Linked DNA regions of Mus musculus: region 2 is linked to region 1. The links are chromatin contacts, called in public promoter capture Hi-C maps. All regions are on one chromosome and are shown on one strand. The core of a region is the stretch at or near the end of the contact, and the rest is flanking DNA. Distances in the headings are between cores, read along the strand shown. Region 1 holds the start of Zranb1 (zinc finger, RAN-binding domain containing 1). Region 2 holds the start of Mki67 (antigen identified by monoclonal antibody Ki 67).

Region 1 (5,822 bases), core at 2,180-4,679:
GTACACAACTGACCTCACCTTATCTAGTTCTGTCCAGGAGTTCCAATGGTCTTCATAGCACAGTCATGCAGTACTCTGACTTTTGATTCTTTTTGTTGCCCCAGATTCAGGTACTGGCAAACCATAAATGGAAAGGTTCTAAACAAAGGCTTCCTCTAGTGAGTCTCATCACTCACTGCATTCCACTTCTGCCCCTCCTTCCCACTCCTGCTGGATATCTAGGTTTTAGCTCTGTGTCTCTCAATTGTTTTCTGTCCCCATTTCTATAGCTATGTATCACAGACATTCCAGGAAGGTAGTTCTCATATGGCACCTTATCATGCAAAACCCTTTTTGTGACTATTAAAAATATATATTTTAAGTTGGGCATGGTGGTGCATGCCTTTAATCCTAGCACCTGGGAGGCAAAGGCAGGCAGCCTCCTGTGAGTTAAGAGGTCAGCCTGGCCTAAATAGCAAATTCTAGGTCAGTCAGTGATACCCAGAGAGTCAGAATCTCAGTCTCTCTCCCTCCACACACACACACACACACACACACACACACACACACAATTTCTAAGTATGTGTATATGTGTGTGGGCATGTGCATGAGTGCAGGTACTCCTGGAATCCAGAAGGCATAGGATCCTCTGGAGCTGCCTAACATGGGTGCTGGGAACTGGAGTCCAGTCCTCCTGGAGCCACTTCTCCAATCCTTGCTTTCCACTATTATAGAACTAAACAGAAGCCCTAAAATGGCAAACCGGAAAACATGATGGGATTGTATTTTCCACAGGTAGCTCAGGAAACACCTAACAGAAAAGGTAGAACATATGATAACTGCCCCTATACATGACCATGGTGGTTCTAAGAAACATACTAAAAACTTACAGTTGGTGCCTTCAAGTACTTCATTCTTTAAATGTGTGTGCCTGGAAGTGAGCAGCCCACTGGATTTGGTTTTTTTCTTCCACCATGTGACTCTCAGGAACCAAACTTAGGTCATCATGTTTGTGGCATGTTTACCACCAGGGAGAACTCTCAGGCCTCTAAATTAGTTTCTTAACTATGACCAAGTCAGTTGTTCTATTAGTTAGCATGTTAAAATCACTTAATATTTCTAGGTATCGGTGTCCCCATGTGCAGACTTTGGGGGTAGGACTCCATCAGTAGTTTTCAAACCCGGCTGCACTTCAGAGTAGCTGAAGGGTGTTTAAGACTTATCTATGCTCAGATTCTCCTCTTAGGTGGAGCCCATGTTTAAAAAGCCATACTAGTGACTCTAATGTGTTGCCATTGTTGAAAACTAATACATTCTTTTCTTTCTTTTTGTATATGTTCCTATGTGTGTATACAGGCCTGGGGACAAAAGGGCAAATGATACCTTGGGTATGTATCATCCTTCAGGAACATCCACTTTTGTGTTTTAAGGCAGGATCTCTCACTTGTCTGGAGCTAGACTTAACTGGCTGGCTATGGAGCTCAGGGGTTCTCCTGTCTTCTCCTTTGGCACTGTCATTATAAGCATGAACCTGGCTTTCTTACATGGATTCAGGGGACTGAACTCAAAGCACTTTATATACTGATCCATCACCTCAGGTCTGAGAACTACTAGATGCCTCTCAAGAGTCTTTTTGTCTTCAATGCAGTTTTTTTTTTCCTTTGTTCTCCTTTTCAATTATAAGTTGATTTTCACTTTAATTTACTTAGCAATCCCATTTTGTCATTGTGGTTATTTTGACTTAGCCTCTTTCCGTGCTATCATTTTTACCACTAAGATGGTCTTCCTTATCTTTGTGTTTATTTCTTGGTGCAGATTTTTTTTTTACAAGACATTTATTAAATCAAATTTAAAAGCTTCCTCTGAGTCCTATCCCTTTTCTGACTAAAATAAACTACAACTTGGACATCTTACCGTGTGATTGGTGTTTATTTGGAGGCAGCATGCTGTAAAGCTTTGATTCAGGAAGAGGAAGTGCTTAAACAAAGTGTTTCCAAAGGGTCAACTGAACTACTGTTTTTATATAATAGCGTGGGATCCTACCTACAAATGAATTAATTATATCCTTGAGAACGTGTTGTTTTGTGTTGTTGTTTCCATTTAAACTTAATTTATGGATAAGTTCTCAGACCAGGTGGGGGTTGCTGAAGGCCTCTACTCCATAGCAATGGCTATGGAGAGGAAGCACCCCACTGGTTGTGAAAGATGTTGGTGAGGGGAAGTTATACAAAGTACTGTTCTTTTGATGGCCATGGTACAGCTGTCTTATACCATTTTATGCAAATAACTCAAGACACCAAAGACAGCTTCACAAAGTGAATTCCCACTCAAGTTTGGGAAACATCAAACTTCAAGTAACACGGTCATCCTTTTGGATCTGAGGTATCCAAACAATTACTAAATGCCCTCCCAGATTGCTGTTAATGTTCCTTCAAGATACTAATTAATTATTTTTATTTTTAATTATGTGTTTGTGCAAGTGAGTGTGGGTGTTGGTAGAGGCCACAAGAGGGCACTGAACCCCCTGGAGCTGGAGTTACAGGTGACTGTCTTCCACTGAAGTGGCTGCTGGGAGCAGAACTTTGCTTCTCCGAAGTAAGTGCTCTTACACGCTGGCCGTTTCTCCAGACCCCCCATATTACTATCTTTTTAAAAATTACATTTATTTATTTTGTGTGTAGCCCAGAGAACAACTGTGGGAGTTAGTCGTCTTCTTCCACTCTGTAGGTACTGGGGATGGAACTCAGGCTGTCAGGCTTGGCAACTTTACCCAGTGAACTATTTCTACGGCCTTTAACACATTACTTTTAAAGCAGTTTACATTTTGAAAAAGTTTGAAGTAGGGCTAGGTGAAGCTAAGAGTAGTGGTGGCGTAAGTCCAGCACTCCGGAGGTTTAAGAGTTCGGGATCAGTCTCAGCTATTTAGAGGGGTTAGAAATAAATCGGGCTACAAGAGAACCTCGTCTGAAAACAAAATAAAATGCCAAGTAAGCAAGGCTTGTAATCTCAGCGCTCTTGGGGAGGCTGAGGCAGGAATATCGTTTAAGAGTTCCAGGCCAGCCTGAGCCCCAGAATGACAGCCTGGGTCAAATTATTGAAATTTTAAAAACTGTTTTAAACCGCCGAAGGAACGGCCAAGCGGTCTCCCAGTTAGCAAACAGATGCGTGACTCACGCTTGATTCAAAGCGCTGGCGACTCTGCAGCAAAGAGCGGCCGGCGGCCAGGGGAAGAAGGCTCCCACCTCCCAAGTGCATCCTGCACTTAGACTTGAAGACACTCACCCGGGAGGACGCGTCGCGGGACCGCGCGCGCCGTAGCCTCACAATCAGGACGCACGCTGCTGACGTCACGGCCGCGGCCCGCTCCTGCGCCGGGAAAGAGGCGGTCGCCTATTGGCTGCGCCTCCTGAGGCCTCGGGACCAATCACAGGACGGTGAGCAGCGAGGTCCAGTTCCTGACGTTGTGCGGCCGCCGCGGGGTTTATTTAGCTCTAGGGTCCTGACCGCCGCCATTCGGAGTCCTCTGCGCCCGAGGCTGTCCCCAGACCGCTCCGCCCCTGTCCCCGAGCCTCGGCCCCCGCCTCCGCGCAGCCTCTCCGCCCCTCGGGCCGCTGGGAGCCGCGCGCGGGCCCGCGGAGAACATGTCCTGACTGAGGCGGGAGGGCGGAGGCGGCAGCAGCGGGGTGGGCGGCGGCGCCGAGGGAGGCGGAGAGGGGCCGGGCTCGGCTCGTCGCCGCTGGCCGTGCGGGAGTCGCCGCCGCCGCCGCGGCCGCCGGGCGCCGCGCGTCAGACGGGGAGGAGGAGGATCCGCGGCCGCCAGGTAACCGGGCCTGGGTTGGGGGCGCCGCGCCGCAGGCCCCTCGCGGGTCGACCGCGGCCTGACGGGGCGTCGCGGGGAGCAGGCTGCCGAGCCTCCGGGCGGCAGCGTTGCGGGATAGCGCATCGCAGGCCCGGGGTTGTCCGCGGCCGCGCGTCCATCTTGGGCTTCCCAGCGCGGGGACAACCCGGAGGATGAGGGAGAGTGGCCGCCCGGCTTGTTTACCGACCTCAGTTGGCCGCCTTCGTCAGCGGCTGGCGCTGCCCTTCTGCCCGCCTCATTCCGGCAACTGGGATCCCTCCCGAGTCCGAGTGTGTGGGTCTTATTCCCACCTCTTAGTAGGCCATAAACACCCGGATTTGTCGCTCTAAGTTGGTGCTGGTCCCCAAACTTGTGTTTTGGTCCCTTGTCCACTTTCTCTCCCCTCATACGTTGGCCTCCGGTTGCCTAAAGCAAATCAGGGTGAAAGTTGATGTCTGGTGGCCATGGGCAGCTGGAACTCCGCTCCCGGTAACGATCGCTCTGTGCACCTACCTTGTGGGTTTTCTTGTTTTGTTTTGGTTTTCTGCTCTAATTTGGCTGGTCATTGCACAGACAAAAGAGCTGTAATACTTGCTGTTAGCGCCGGGGAGAGGCAGTTTACGTTAAGCAAGAAGTTTGAACCCGCCCATTATCTTGGAGACGCTGGTTTTGAAACCACCTTGCTTAGAATTTTGTATCTCAACCCCTCGATTTCCCCTTTCGGTTACCCACTAAGTCAATTTTTATAAGTTCTTTCCACTGCTTGCAATGTTTGGTCTCTGTATAGTTGACCTGTGATGGTGTTAATAAACGTGATGTACAAATACTTGGAAGTGTTATATAATGAGTGGCTCCTGTACCCCGCAGTCTCTTTCAGTCGACTCCCTACCAACTTTTGCTACATGCATGGTACCTCTGTTGATCAAAAATGGGTGACTTGGCTTATATAGAGAAAACAGGGGAGACCCGAGGATCTTTGTGACAGAGGCCATTAGAAAGTCCACTGAACTATGCTTGGGAAAAGTAAAGCTGGATCCTGTTAAATATTATTTTAATTAAATGAGGTATTTCGAAAGTATATTTGGAAGCCACTCTCTTGATTTGGAGGCTCTTAAAATAGTCTCATTAAATTTTTGTAACTTTTTCATTGGGGGGGGGTTGTGAGAGGTTAAAAGGTAGGGCAGTAATGAGACGTTTTACTTTTTTGGGGGGAGGATGTTATTTGAACGCCATGGGAGGTTTTTTCTGGTTGCTGTTTTAACAACCTTTTGTTAGTGCCGTTGAGCCTTGGGGCATCCATTTATTTACTCTTGAGGTTGTATGAAGAACTTACAACTCATGGTAATATATTTCAAACTAATGGCCTTGATCCATAACTATGTACTAATACGGATTGTGGCATATCACTTTTAAGGTCTGAGGATTAAACCAGGCAAGGTGGTGAATGGTGAATGCTTTTAACCCTAGCACTCAGGTAGCAGAGGCAGGTGGGTCTCTTGAGTTCTAGGCCATACTGGTCTACATAGTGAGTTCCATGACAGGGTTACACTGAGAAAACCTTCCCCCCCCCAACCATAAACAAACAAACAATTAAAGTAAGTCTGAGTATGAACATTAATTCAGATGTACATTGTTTGAGGTAAATTGATTTATGTGTAATTGATTCAGTGAGAGCCATTACATGTAGTTTTATTTATATTGCTTTTATAAAATCAGTTAAAACTTAAATGTAGTTGCAAAAGTAGGATGCTAACTTTTTATATAACTTGGTTTGGTTTTATTTGAGCATTGCTTATGGCTTTCCCCTCTTCCCTAGAAATACCTTCTTGTTTGAACATTTTTTTCTTCCAGTTTGTGGTGGTTTATTTGGAATTTTCATGTCCTCATTATACCTTGGGTATATTTTCTGTATTTAAATACACTAGCACCTCTGAGGCGCAGTGGTGGTGCATACCATTATTCTCAGCACTCAGAAGGATCTCTGAGTTCAAGGCCATTGTGGTTT
Region 2 (5,822 bases), core at 1,136-3,635, 2.8 Mb after region 1:
TTTTGACACTACAGGCAGCTGGATACGAATGTCACATTCAATACTCCTTAATACAAAAAAGTAAGGGATTTATGAGGGTATGCAACAAAAAAAAAGAAACCCTCAAGTTTTCAAAATATTAGCAGAATTTGACTAGTATGTTTATATTATAAGTGTAACGACACAAGGACTGACAAGATATGAGGGGCAGGGCAATGTTCACAAGTACTGCCTATGAAACCATAAAAGATGGAGACTTCTAGTACTTCAGAATAATTATATTAGAAAATACTAGCACACACAATTACTTTTCATGTAAGTAGTTATAATTACAAGACACAAATAAAAGAGAACTTTCTGTCAGTTTAGGAGAACTTTGGGTTTTTTTGTTTGGTTGGTTGTTTGGTTGGTTGGCTTTTTGATTTTTTTTTCAAGACAGGGTTTCTCTGTGTAGCCCTGTTGTTCTGGAACTCACTTTGTAGACCAGGCTGTCCTCCAACTCTGAAATTCACCTGCCTCTGCCTCCCAAATGCTGGGACTAAAGGCGGGTGCCACCACTACCCAGCTTAGAAGACCTTTGTAATGTGTTTATAACAATATGGGTGTTTAAGGACACAGAAGACTACTAGCATAAAATGTGCTGTGGCTAATCAATGCCTCAGTTTCTTCATACACAAAAGATCTATACCAGCACCCATGTTGCTATTCAGCTATAGTTGTATATATCACTTGGGTATGGGGCACACAGCTAATCTATGCGAGTCATTTTAGAACGACACCGAGTTGACAGACTCAGATGTCTTCACAACACAAACACTAATCCACAATCAGTATCTAGATTAGAATGTCTTTCTGGAAAGCTAGCATTGTGGTGGCACAGCACAGAAGGGACAATTCTAATCCAGCCACAAACCAGGACTTTCGCTGGTAGCTCCATCGTGAACTTTAAAAGCCAGACTATACTCTATATACTGTCTGCTTTCCTATGAACCTCTGGAGTCTAAGCATACCTCTTACAATAAATACCACATAACCAAATGCAAATTGATTTAAATTTTTTTAAACTTGTTAAAAGTATATTTAAGTAATATTGCAGAATAATCAAAATGAATGACACTTGTGACAAGAATTTGTACTCTCTTCTTTTAAACAACAACAAAGTTATAGAAAGTTCTTTACTCTGACAGGAAGTTCTTACTCTCAAGAAAACAGAGGTTTTGGGTTTCAAAACACCAGGCAGAAAGACCATATGTTCGAACCCCGTTTTACGGAGCAAAAAGATCACCACAATCCATACTAGATACAAAAGACCACAGACATTCTGGACCAGATACTTCCTCGACTGTCAAATACACCATGTCTCTGTCCTTACTCAGCAGTACTAACTAACGGCAGGCACCTCTCCCAGGGTGACATGAAAATCTGTCACCAGACTTTGTCAAATGTCTGAGAACTACCATTCTTGCCAGATCGCCATCTTCCTACCACTCATCCTGTGCCACACACTGATTGATCTTAAGTGTCAGTCGCCATATGGGACCCTAGAGATGTAACCATTAACAAGGCAGACCTTGTCTTGGAATTTAATCTACTGGGAGACAAACAAAACAATCTAAAACCTAGTCACCAATCTGCATGGTGTTAGGAAAGACGAGTTTTCTTAAAAGCATCCTCTCAAGTAACATTTCAAACGCGGCAGAAAGCCATAAGGGTCAACGTTTGCAGAAGTGGCAACACCAGCCACTGCCTGGAAGGCCTCAGGGAAGATTGCCATCCGACCGACGGGGGAGGGTGAGAGGGGACTCTCCCAGAGCACCCGAGCAGGGTTCTCCTATCTGATGTTTCCCGAAACATCCAGAGCCACAGCCGGCTGCCTGAGAACGACAGTGCGGAAGTTGCGGGACACCGACGTCAGCCTCGCGTCTACCGAGTGTAAAATCCCGATTCCATTTGGAAGCTCCCAATGCATGAGCGTGACTTCCGAACAAGCCACAGGGACAACCCTGTCAAACGCAGAGGGGGGTTGGGCCGCGGGGTCGCCGCCCCGGGTCACCTCAGCCCCGGCGCGCACTCACCTTCCAAACAGGCAGGAGCTGAGGCTCAGCGGGAAGTGTGCGCCGTCATCGCCGCTCCGCTTGATGGTGACCAGGTGAGCCGAGGACGCCATGGTCCGCCCGGCCGTCGGGACTGCGGACCAGGGCGGAGAAGCCTCTCGGTGAAGCTCGCAGTCGCCCCGCCGGGCCGCTCCTCAGCTGGTCCAGTCAGCGCAAGTTAGCTCTGGCCGCCGCTCACCGGGCGCAGCCCGCGTCGGAGCCCTCGGCTCCTTAGCCGCGGAGGACCGACCACGGCCACCCGCGGCCTTCGCTCCGCCCCGACCAGACCCGCACTCCCGCCGCCCGCGTCCCAAGTGCCCGCCACCCGCCACCCGCCGCCCCGTCCAGCCCCGACTGTCCGCCTAGGCGGTTCCGCGCCAAGGCTCGCCCGCCGCAGCCCGCCCGATTCAAACCAAAACGGCGGTTCAAATTCTGGCGCTAAGTGCTGCGATTGGGCCAGGCGGCCAGCCAGAGACCAATGGCGAGGGCGACAGAGGATTGGGGAAGTCCAGAGGTGGGGCCAGGCTGCGAGCCTGGGGGGGGGGGGGGGGGTGGAGCCGGAAGGTGGGAGGGGCCAGGCCGGTAGGCGGGGCCGGGCCAGAAGCTGGCTGGAGAAGCGGAACCCGAGCGGAGATAAGCTCCGGAAGGCGGGCAGGGTGGGGCTGGTGGGCGGGCCACTGCTGCTCTAATAGGCAGGGTAGAGGGTCCCAGCTTTTTCAGTGTCAGCAAAACTAGCGTGGCGACCTGTAGGAAGCTACCTGTAGGCTCCCTCTCCAGAAATCAAACACCGACAACGCCGCATCTTGCTCAACGCTAGAAGCTTTCTATTTTTAAAATTTATACCCTTCCTCTGCCGTTTCTGCAACACCTCATACGCAACCTAAGGTTGTTTCTCCTGCCTTTTCAGTATCCCTCAAACTGTCCTTTAAAAACTGGGGGACATCATTATAATTCATTCTACAGTCTCCCTGCTTAATGAACACTGAGGCAGTGGCACGGTTTTTCCGAAACCATAACTTAAGAGTTATTGCTGCGGCACGGTTAAGTTTGCAATGCTTTGCTGTTTCAGGGGGAAATGCCGATTAAAATAACCTGTGCAAGACTGCACCTGCAAATCCTAAAATAGGGCTCCTGGGGCACCAGTTGGGGTTATCTGAGGCCAGGTGCCAGTCAGATGAATATAGAGTACCTATGTTTTCCTGTCCTCTTTTTTCATGCTCCCTCCTCCTGTTCCTGGATCAGTGTTCTTCCAGTAGGGTGTTGTAAAAATTCCGCTTCTGGGGCAATAGAACCAATGTCTACCCTCTCCTCAAGGTCTCAAGGACAAGCCTGAAGTATGAAGCCATGAAATTTCACTCTGGGGAACGAGTGTGTTATACCACCCTAACCCAGGCTGATTAGTTATAGCATACCTCTTGGCCTCTAAACCTAAACCTCTGGTCAGGACTTCAAAAATATATTTAGGGTGCCATTGGGCCCCTTTGCTCCTATTCACAATGGGGCCACATGAATACACCCCCTTTCTGTGCTTCTCACTGTTGCCTCCTCTTTAATTAGCCTACTGAGGATGGGTGGTCCAGCCTGCCTTGTTAGGGCTGCCAGGATCCAAGCTCTACTTTAGGCCTTGGGCATTGCCTTCTCATCCTGAAACCTAAGCAATAGATAGATAGAGAGAGAGAGATTTAAAAAGCAGATCAGTTCATACACACATACACACACACATATATAGTTGTTACTTTATCATGAATATGTATATAAATGTGTGTGTCTGTGTCTGACCATGTGGATATGAGTACAGGTACCTCTGTATATCAGTAGATAGCATTGGATCTCACAGGACTAGAGTTGCGGGCAGTTGTGAGCCTCCTGAAGTAGCTAATGAGGCCTGACCTAGGTTTTCTCCAAGAGCAGCGAGGCCTCATAACCCCTATGCCATCTCTTCAGCCCTCCGTTCATATATTTTTAATTGTTTTTTAAAATGTGCTTAAAATTTACACTTTATGCTTTGTTTTAAATTATAGCCTTGAGGAACGTAACTTTAAGAGCCACAGTGTCTTCATTACTTTTCCGTTGTCATGAGAAAACACCATGACCAAGGCAACTTATTTTAAAAAATTAAAAAAACAAACCAAAACAAAACAAAAAAACATTTAACTTGGGGCTCATAGTTCCAGAGGGTTAGAGTCTATGACTATCATAGTGGGGAACATGCAGGCAGGTAGCTAGGCATGGCCCTGAAGAGCTGAGAGCTTACATCTGATCCACAAGTGCAAGACACATAGAACGGGGAGGGGGGGGTAAGGGTAGGGGAGAGAGGGAGGGGGAGGGGAGAGAGGGAGAGGGGAGAGAGGGAGAGGGAGGGGAGGGGAGAGAGGGAGGGAGGGAGGGGGGAGAGAGAGAAAGAGAGAGAGAGAGAAAGAGAGACACACTCAGGATGGAGTGGATAATTCAAACCTCAAAGCCCACCCCCAGTGATGTACTTCCTCCAACAGAGAGCTACAGCTCCTAATCCTTCCCCAACAGCTCGACCAACTGGGAACCATTTCAAATATATGAGCCTATCGGGTCCATGTCATTGAAGCCCCCACCCATATAAAGCTACCTAAGCATTATAAAAACACCCCCTACTCTCTTCCCGTTCCTCACGTTAAAGCATGCGTTCTCACTAACCTTTAACTCCTTAGCTTTGCTTCACTTTGGCTCATCCTGAAGTTTCAGGATGTCATTTTCAGCAACATTACCAAAGAAAGCGGGCCTGGAGGGCAAAGAGAACCACCTGTGCTGCCTACAGCACTGCTAGGCTCTGTTTGCCCAACACTGCAGTCACCTGCACCAGCCCATGGGGATGTGAAGCCCTACCTCTGCCACTGGGGTCCCTTTAGTTCCTCTTCCCAACACAGACAAAAGATTTTACTGTGAAAGTAACATGGAGGAGGGGTCGTGGTCTCAGCCTGTTGGGCCGCGGGAGGACTGGTGTCCATCCGTAGTCAGTGCGCCCAGGGCCTGCAGACAGGCTGACTGGCTTCAGTGCTGCCCACCCCACGCTGACACCACCTGATTTCTCTCTTCCTAGCCCAAACTCCTCGCTGCTCCAGGATCCAGGCCCTCTAGCAGGGATCCACCTCCCGGTCCTCCCTTTGAGATCACCCCACGGGTCCTCACCAGGTCTTCAGTGCTCCTCACACTAATGCCATATCTCCAGCACTATTCTGCCCCCTGAACTTGCATGTGGCTCTTTGGGAAACAGGGTTCCCATTAGGGCAACTTTCCCAAAGCACGAATAGGACCATAATCCTTGCTTCTCTCAAATTCTGTTACCATTTCTCTGCTTGTTTGTCTCAGCACTGAAGAGAATGGGATGCAACCCCTGATGACCTCTAAAGCTCAGCCTGTACTCTTCCTTCTGTTGGGCGGTCTCATCACTCCAGCCTGAGCCAGGTCACCTGACCCTCTACCTCTCAGGACTCCTTCCCTTAGAGCTTCTGATTGCTATAAGGAAAGACTCTGAGTCCTGCCAGGCTCTGAGGCCACAGGTGTTCCGGGGCTTCCTGTTTCCTCGTCCTCTGGATTCTGAAAGCGCTGTCCAATCTGAATGCTTAGCCCCTAGCTTCTCGCGGCTGGCAGGTTCTAGACTCTCTGCTGCTCAGAGTGGACATGCTCTGCTTCTTTTTTCCCTCTGAGTTCTCACACTGGGCGGCCCACCTCTGGACCAAGCAGTCAGAGAAATCTTCAGGAAGGGATTCAGGGTAG

The links. Promoter capture Hi-C pulls out the DNA fragments that hold promoters and counts their contacts.
Region 2: a promoter capture Hi-C map of pre-B cells shows a contact between it and region 1. The contact joins the promoter of Mki67 here to the promoter of Zranb1 in region 1. A contact is called at or near these places in 1 of 39 promoter capture datasets (pre-B cells) and 1 of 115 datasets of contacts at active chromatin or transcription factors (embryonic forebrain).

Annotation. Positions count from the first base shown.
Region 1 is chr7:132,927,747-132,933,568 of GRCm38.p6, forward strand. It overlaps Zranb1 (zinc finger, RAN-binding domain containing 1), which reads left to right and starts at 3,430. Exons shown (of 10, transcript NM_207302.3): 1 at 3,430-3,799. It overlaps 1500002F19Rik (a long non-coding RNA gene), which reads right to left. Exons shown (of 2, transcript XR_003946678.1): 1 at 3,262-5,822.
Region 2 is chr7:135,713,994-135,719,815 of GRCm38.p6, forward strand. It overlaps Mki67 (antigen identified by monoclonal antibody Ki 67), which reads right to left and starts at 2,386. Exons shown (of 14, transcript NM_001081117.2): 1 at 2,055-2,386; 2 at 1-46. The coding sequence starts at 2,146.